Linked DNA regions of Sus scrofa: region 2 is linked to region 1. The links are chromatin contacts, called in public Hi-C maps. All regions are on one chromosome and are shown on one strand. Each heading gives the region's core, a stretch centred on a gene start, on an enhancer-like site or on the middle of the called end of the contact. The rest is flanking DNA. Distances are from core to core; before and after follow the strand shown.

Evidence for each region. A called contact is a pair of places that touch in the nucleus more often than the background predicts.
Region 2: a Hi-C map of omental adipose tissue shows a contact between it and region 1, with 2.0 times the contacts expected there. The contact joins two enhancer-like sites. A contact is called at or near these places in 1 of 5 promoter capture datasets (liver), 21 of 47 Hi-C or Micro-C datasets (adipose tissue, alveolar macrophages, brain and 12 more) and 1 of 2 datasets of contacts at active chromatin or transcription factors (skeletal muscle).

The regions. Positions count from the first base shown.
Region 1 is chr1:14,923,341-14,926,605 of Sscrofa11.1, forward strand. All of the region lies in intron 2 of AKAP12 (A-kinase anchor protein 12), which reads right to left. Among named protein-coding and RNA genes, the nearest start is that of ZBTB2, 66 kb to the left of the region's middle. Within about 2 kb of position 1,476, at least 12 of the 83 cell types and tissues checked have an H3K27ac peak or open chromatin away from gene starts, as enhancers often do. A contact at or near this core is called in omental adipose tissue, where this site is marked.
Region 2 is chr1:15,299,834-15,303,322 of Sscrofa11.1, forward strand. The region is part of intron 7 of MTHFD1L (monofunctional C1-tetrahydrofolate synthase, mitochondrial); the gene reads right to left. Among named protein-coding and RNA genes, the nearest start is that of MTHFD1L, 29 kb to the right of the region's middle. Within about 2 kb of position 2,103, at least 6 of the 83 cell types and tissues checked have an H3K27ac peak or open chromatin away from gene starts, as enhancers often do. A contact at or near this core is called in omental adipose tissue, where this site is marked.

The DNA of each region.
Region 1 (3,265 bases), core at 226-2,725:
GTATGAAGAAGTTACCAGGCCAGGAATCAAAGCCTTGCCACAGCACTGACTCAAGCCACAGAGGTGAAAATGCAGGATCCTTAACTGCTAGAGAACTCCGGGTCCAATTTTTCATGCTCACATGCACGTGTATAAAATCATTGTCCAAATCTGGGGAGGAGTTTTTGATCAGAAGAGGGCAGTATTGAGCAGCCTTCAGCTCTCCAGAACTGGAAGCCTCCAGACTTTCCTAGACCTTCCAGAGCACAAGATGCTGCAGAAACCCATTAATATGTAAAGTTGAGATGCTCTTTCAAAATCCATGAGGTCGAATGCCATGTGGCACCTGTTTTTACCTCTCTGACTCCCAACATAAACGGTTCAAGAGGAAAATGGGCATTTTGAGATAGCTTCCTATCTGTTCTCTTTTTGTTTGCGCCCCATATAAAAATTAGATCTTTTTGCCCCATTTTGGACCAAGCTAAAGTCAAATGTGGTCAAGCCCTTCTTTCTGGATGGGACTCCCTTTCTCACCCGCCCTGCTGTCCCATCCCAACTGTACACAGCACAGCAAAATCACCCCCGTGTTTCCCAGGTTCTGGCTGAAGGCAGAACCTCTCAGCTCAGACCAGGATCCTTCCCACGCATGTTCCAGTTACCGGTTAGCAGAGCGCTTTTCAAAGGTGCTTCTGTGTGCTGTCTGTATGCAGGTTCCGAGGGAGTTGAAAGATCTTGGCTTGGTGAGCAAAGAAGGTGGCTGTTAAATGCATAGAAGAACAGCCAAAAGACAAGGGGTGGCAGAGAAGAGGGACCATGGCAGCTGGTGCCAGGAGGCAGATGACAATGGTGGAGAGGCCTTCCCAGAAAGACAGTCCAGTGTTTGCCTGTTTGGACTTGGCAGGACACAATCCAGTCACAACCCACAATTACCAGCGGTCGCTAAGACTTTCACTTTTACATGACTTCAGAACCTCCTCTGCTCGAGTCTGACACATCAGTTCCTTCTGGAGTTATTTTCTGCCTCCGATTTGTCCAATTAGATTGGAAGAGGAGGAGTTCCCCAGTGGCTCAGCAGATTAAGGAATTGGTATTGTCACTGCCATGGCTTGGGTTCGATCCCTGGCCCGGGAATTTGCACATGCCTTCCCAAGCGATGGGAAGAGGCACGTCAAAAAGCTTTCTCATTTAAGCATCACTGATTGGGAGATACACTTTCTTGCTTCCCAGAAAGTCCTTCCGCAAAATAACTGGTTTTAGGGTGGGCCTTTCTGACACAGTGTATGATGGTCACTCATGCGAGGCTCTGAATTATCCAGCCATTTTGCAGAAGGCTGCTGTTCATCCCCCAAATCTCTCATACGTAAAGTCCAAGCGTGGTACTCACAGTCACTGAGGCTAGAAAATTGTTCAGCTAGAAACTCCACACTCTCACCAGGCATCAAAGTTGGCCAAAAGGCTGGGAAAGGGAGTCGGTCACGGTGTCGGCTGGGAAAGGCTCTAGGAGGCAGGACCGGCAGATACGTTCATCCTGATGCAGTCCTGCTTGTCGCTGGTCCTCTCCCCACCCCACGGACACTTCAAAGGGCGAGAAAAGACTACAACACAACGGTCCTCATACCCATCAGCAGCTCCCCAAACCCGGTCTTACCTGGTCCTTGCTTTGTGTCAACATGTTTTCTACTCACAACCAGGACTGGAAGCAACATCATGCAAGCCTTGCTTCATAAATAAATTTCAGCATTGGAGTTACCACTGTGGCACAGCGCAAACGAATCTATCATCCATGAGGATGCGGGTTCCATCCCTGGGCTTCCTCTGTGAGTTAAGATTCCAGCGTTGCCATGAGCTGTGGTGTAGGTGGCAGACGCGGATGGATCCCGCATTGCTGTGGCTGTGGTGTAGTCTGGCAGCTATAGCTCTGAATGGACCCCTACCCTAGGAACTTCCATATGCCTCGGGTACAGCCCTTAAAAAAAAAAAAAAAAAAAAAAAGCATAAATAAATAAGTAAAAATAAACCTCAGCATAGAAACCAAATATTTCTCCCCCCCCCCTTTTTTTGTCCTTTTAGGGCTGCACCCTCAGCATATGGAGGTTCCCAGGCTAGGGCCTGAATTGAAGCTGTAGCCACTGGCCTACACCAGAGCCACAGCAACATCAGATCCGAGGCGCATCTTCGACCTACACCACAGCTCACGGTAATGCTGGATCCTTAACCCACTGAGCGAGGCCAGGGATCGAACCTGCGTCTTCGTGGATGCTAGTCAGATTCGTTTCCACTGAGCCAGGTCGGGAACTCCTCTCTTCCCTCTTTCTGGGAGAATATTCTAATCATTTGCTTTTGGAGAGAGGGTCTATCTGTTGGAAACATTACTTGGAAAATTAAAAAAAAAGATTTAAAGATGACATGGAAAGTGCTTTCACGCCCTTAATTTTTCTGCACGTGCTCTAGAAGGAAGGTCTTTAAGGGTGAACGTGTAGCTTCAGAGATGCAGGAAGGATAAAGGATGAAGTGACAGTGCAGCTTCTGAAGTTGTCTCCTCACAGCAAAGGCCCTGAGTAAGCATTTTATTGGTCTTTATGGTTTTTTTTTTTTTTAAGACAAATGAAAAGTCTCCGTAAAGAAAAAGTATGGAGAGTGAAACAGAGAAGAAAAGCAACAGCTGGCAGTACATACTTTCTGTCACTGTAATTTCATTTTTAAAAGCAAACTATCCTCAGTTACGATATTACAGGAAAACTTTTATCTTTAACAGGAATAATCTGAGTTGCTGAATATATTAAACAGCTTAACAAGCCCTTTCCAGGCTAAAACAAAACAAAACAAACAAAAAAAAAACACTACAGAATATTAATGAAATCAAATACATGCGAGAACAAATGAATAGTTATATCTTTCGTGATGTCAAAAGAACCAAAACTTGGACATTTCATGGATAGAAATCCTACTTTGGCAGAGACCTGTCAAAGCTTTTTCCACGTAGAAGTTATCTACTAAACTATGTTATCTGCAGATAAATGTCCAGTTAATCCCAATTTATAATATCAATCATAAGAGATCTGTCATGTGTATGGGCGAATATACATTTTCCTTGTGAAAATACAGTCCCCCACCTCCCCACTCTCCAAGGATCCATGATCCCAAAAGGTTCAAGGTCCTGTCCTGGATCCTGCTCCCCATGCAGACAGCCTGCCCGCAAGCTCCACAAAACTCAACAACCACTTGTGGGTCCAAAAGCTGCAAGATCGGCTTTCTTTTCTCACTCTTCCAAATACTTCGAGATTAC
Region 2 (3,489 bases), core at 853-3,352, 380 kb after region 1:
ATCTAAGGCTTCCCACAGCCCCCTCTGGAGCTCATGCCCCTTCGTTTCAATAGATTCTCTCACAGGTCCTTCTCTCAACACTGCTAAATATAAATGGCCTGATTTGGGGGCTTTTAAAAAAAGTTCGAATCACCTCTTTCTCTGGCGTTCCTAAGTTGCACAATGATCAGGAAGAAGCAGGAGGGGAAAGAATGGCAGCTGATATCCAAAGGCATTTTCAGTCCATAAATATTGAAAAATCCGCCCAAGAAACTCAGGGGTCTACATTCCCCAGGTCACTTGAGCAAACAATACTGAGAAGCCTTGGTATTTGATGGGCACAAGATCTGTGGTGCCTGGGGGTCTGCAGTATCTTCTCTGCCCAACCACTAGGGGACCACTGAGACTGGCGTCAGTTGGGCTGTCTTGCATGTCCACACATTGGATCAAGGGGCCCCTGACCTTGAGCGTGGACACCTTCCCTTCTGGAGAGTGAGTGCGGAGTGTCGACAAGCCCAAGGCCTCAGGGAGTAAACAGCTTCCTACCTTTAAGAGGTTGCCTATGGGATTACTAACTGTGGCCTCAACAGTGAACTCAACCCAAGGCTAAGGTATTGGGCCTTGGTCCCTCTCATGTCCTCTGGTTAAAAAGAATGATCATGCTCATCAGAAACCTTGGAGGCCAGAAGAAAATGGAATGACATATTTAAAGCGCTGGAAGCAAAAAATCTGTCCACTGGATTCTAGATCCAGAAAAACTGTACTTCAAAAAAAGGGGGAGGAATTAATATATTTGAATATTAACCAAAGTGAGAAATTTGTTACCACTAGACCTGTCCTACAAAAAATGCAAAAAGGGAGTCCTTCTGGTTGAAGAGAAAAGATACACTAGTCAGTAACCACAAGCTATATAAAGAAATAAAGATCTCCAGAAAAGCCAGTATTCTGGTATTTTTGGTTTGTTAACTGCATTTTTAATTCCCTATTGGATTTAAAAGAAAAATAAAAGAACAGCAACAACAACAACAAAAAAGAATAAACTATAGAAAATAAATAAAAGAAAAAATCATGGAAATTATAAATACAGGTGTTCCCACCGCAGCACAGTGGGTTAAGATTCCAACTACAGCAACTGCAGTATAGGTCCCAGCTGCAGGTTGGAGTCAATCTTTGGCCTGGGAACTTCCATATGCTGCAAGTGTAGCCATTAAAAAAAAAAAAGAAATTATAGGAGTTCCCATTGTGCCTCAGTGGTTAATGAACCCAACGAGCATCCATGAGGACATGGGTTCGATCCCTGGCCCTGCTCAGTGGGTTAAGGATCTGGAGTTGCTGTGAGCTGCCGTGTAGGTTGCAGACATGGCTCAGATCCTGAGTTGTTGTGGCACAGGCTGGTGGCAACAGCTCTGATTCAACCCCTAGGCTGGGAACTTCCATATGCCGCCAGTGCAGCCCTAAAAGACAAAAAGACCAAAAAAAAAAAAAAAAAAAATCCATGTAAGTTACTAACATAGTCCAGTTTAAAGGCTAGGATATCCCTCCAATCTTTGCAAAATAGATGATTTTTTCAGGATCTCATACATATTATACATATATTTAGAATTGTCCAATTTACTTTTTGTTTTTATTGGTCATGCCCTCGGCGGGCAGACATTCCTGGCAGGGATTGAACCACAACAGTGACGACGCCAAAGCCTTAACCAATAGGCCACCATGGAACTCCCCAATACATGTTTTGAAGCCTTGTATAAGCCATACTATGCACTGGATTTAAACTGGAAATAACTCTGTGATAAGTTTGCTCAAAAATGAAAAAGGACTCCTTTGATGCTTCAAGTGTGAAAGACCTATATTCTTACTCGTTTTGACCATCTCTGTGCTCAGAAGGAGAAACAAGACCCTCTGAGAAAAACAACATACAACGGTCTTCATTATTTCTGGGTTATTTCTTACACACGCAGCTGGGACCGACCCGATTTGTCGCAGCTGGAGGCTGTTTTGCCATCATCTCCCAGCTGCATCCAACTGCAGATTCAGAAGAGACTTTGCAGCCAGCGGAGCGGGCGCGGGGGCTTGAGCGCAGCCGTGAGGTGCCTGTCAACCTCTCTTCCCTGGAGAGGGCACCACTCCGCCTCGTAAATGCTAAATGCAGAACATTTGCTTTTGGCACCAGAGTGAACTCACTGGGGTGAGGAAGACGACATCTCCACATCTAGGTCAATTCCCACGGGGCAGCTGGCGAGCCGAGCCCCTCCCACACAGGGCTGTCACTCCACTCCAGGGGCCAGGGCAGCTGAAGGAGGGGCTGGCGTTTGGGGGGAAGAAGGAGGCTGATTCTTTAGCTCTACCCAAAAACATCACACCCAGTCCTGCGGCTTACGGACAGCTGATGCTCCAGAGCAGGTGGTTAATCTGGACCAACGCCCAGACACTCGTCCCCTCCCCCCATGTACCTGCAGGATGCATCTCAAAGCCTAGGCGTGGTGCTCCCAAGCAAAGCAGCAAGGCTACTCCTCATTTTCAATGATACACTGAGAGTGGCATAAACTATAAAGCTATCAAATACAGTCCTCTATTCTGATTTCTGTCATACTTCTAAAAAGGCAAATCTCGGAGTTCCCAGGGCGGCTCAGCGGAAACAAATCTGACCAGTATCCATGAGGACGAAGGTTCGACTCCTAGCCTCATTCAGTGGGTGAAGGATCCGGTGTTGCCGGGAGCTGTGGTGTAGGTCTTAGATGCAGCTCGGATCTGCATGTAGGCCAGCAGCTGTAGCTCTGATTCAACCCCTAGCCTGGGAACCTCCATATACAGCAGGTGTGGCCCTAAATAAATAAATAAATAAATAAATAAATAAATAATTAAAAGGCAAATCTCAAGTCTTCATGTTCAGGCTGCATGGAGATTTTATGAATAACAGTATCCACAGTCTATCGTTAGGAATTCCTGCTGGGGCACAGTGGGCTAAGAATGAGACTACAGCAGCTTGGCTGGCTGCAGAGGTGAGGGTTTCAGCTCCTGCCTCACGCAGTGAGTTAAAAGAATCAATCCAGAGTTGCCACATACCGATGGCATGAGTATGGCCATAAAAACAAAAAGATGGACCTTGGCGTAGGACAGTGGCTACAGCTCCGATTAGACCCCTAGCCTGGGAACATCCATATGCCACGAGTGTGGCCCTAGAAAAGACAAAAAAAAAAGAAAGAAAGAAAGATGGAGTTCCCGTCGTGGCACAGTGGAAACCAATCTGACTAGGAACCATGAGGTTGTGGGTTCGATCCCTGGCCTTGCTCAGTGGGTTAAGGATCTGGCGTTGCTGTGAGCTGGGGTGTAGGTCGCAGATGTGGCTCGGATCACACATTGCTGTGGCTGTGGTGTAGGCCGGAGGCTACACTTCCGATTAGACCTCCTAGCCAGGGAACCTCCATATGCTGCGGGTGCAGGCTTCAAAAAGACAAAGAACAAACAAACAAAACAAAACAAAACAAAACACAAAAAGATAATTTAAAA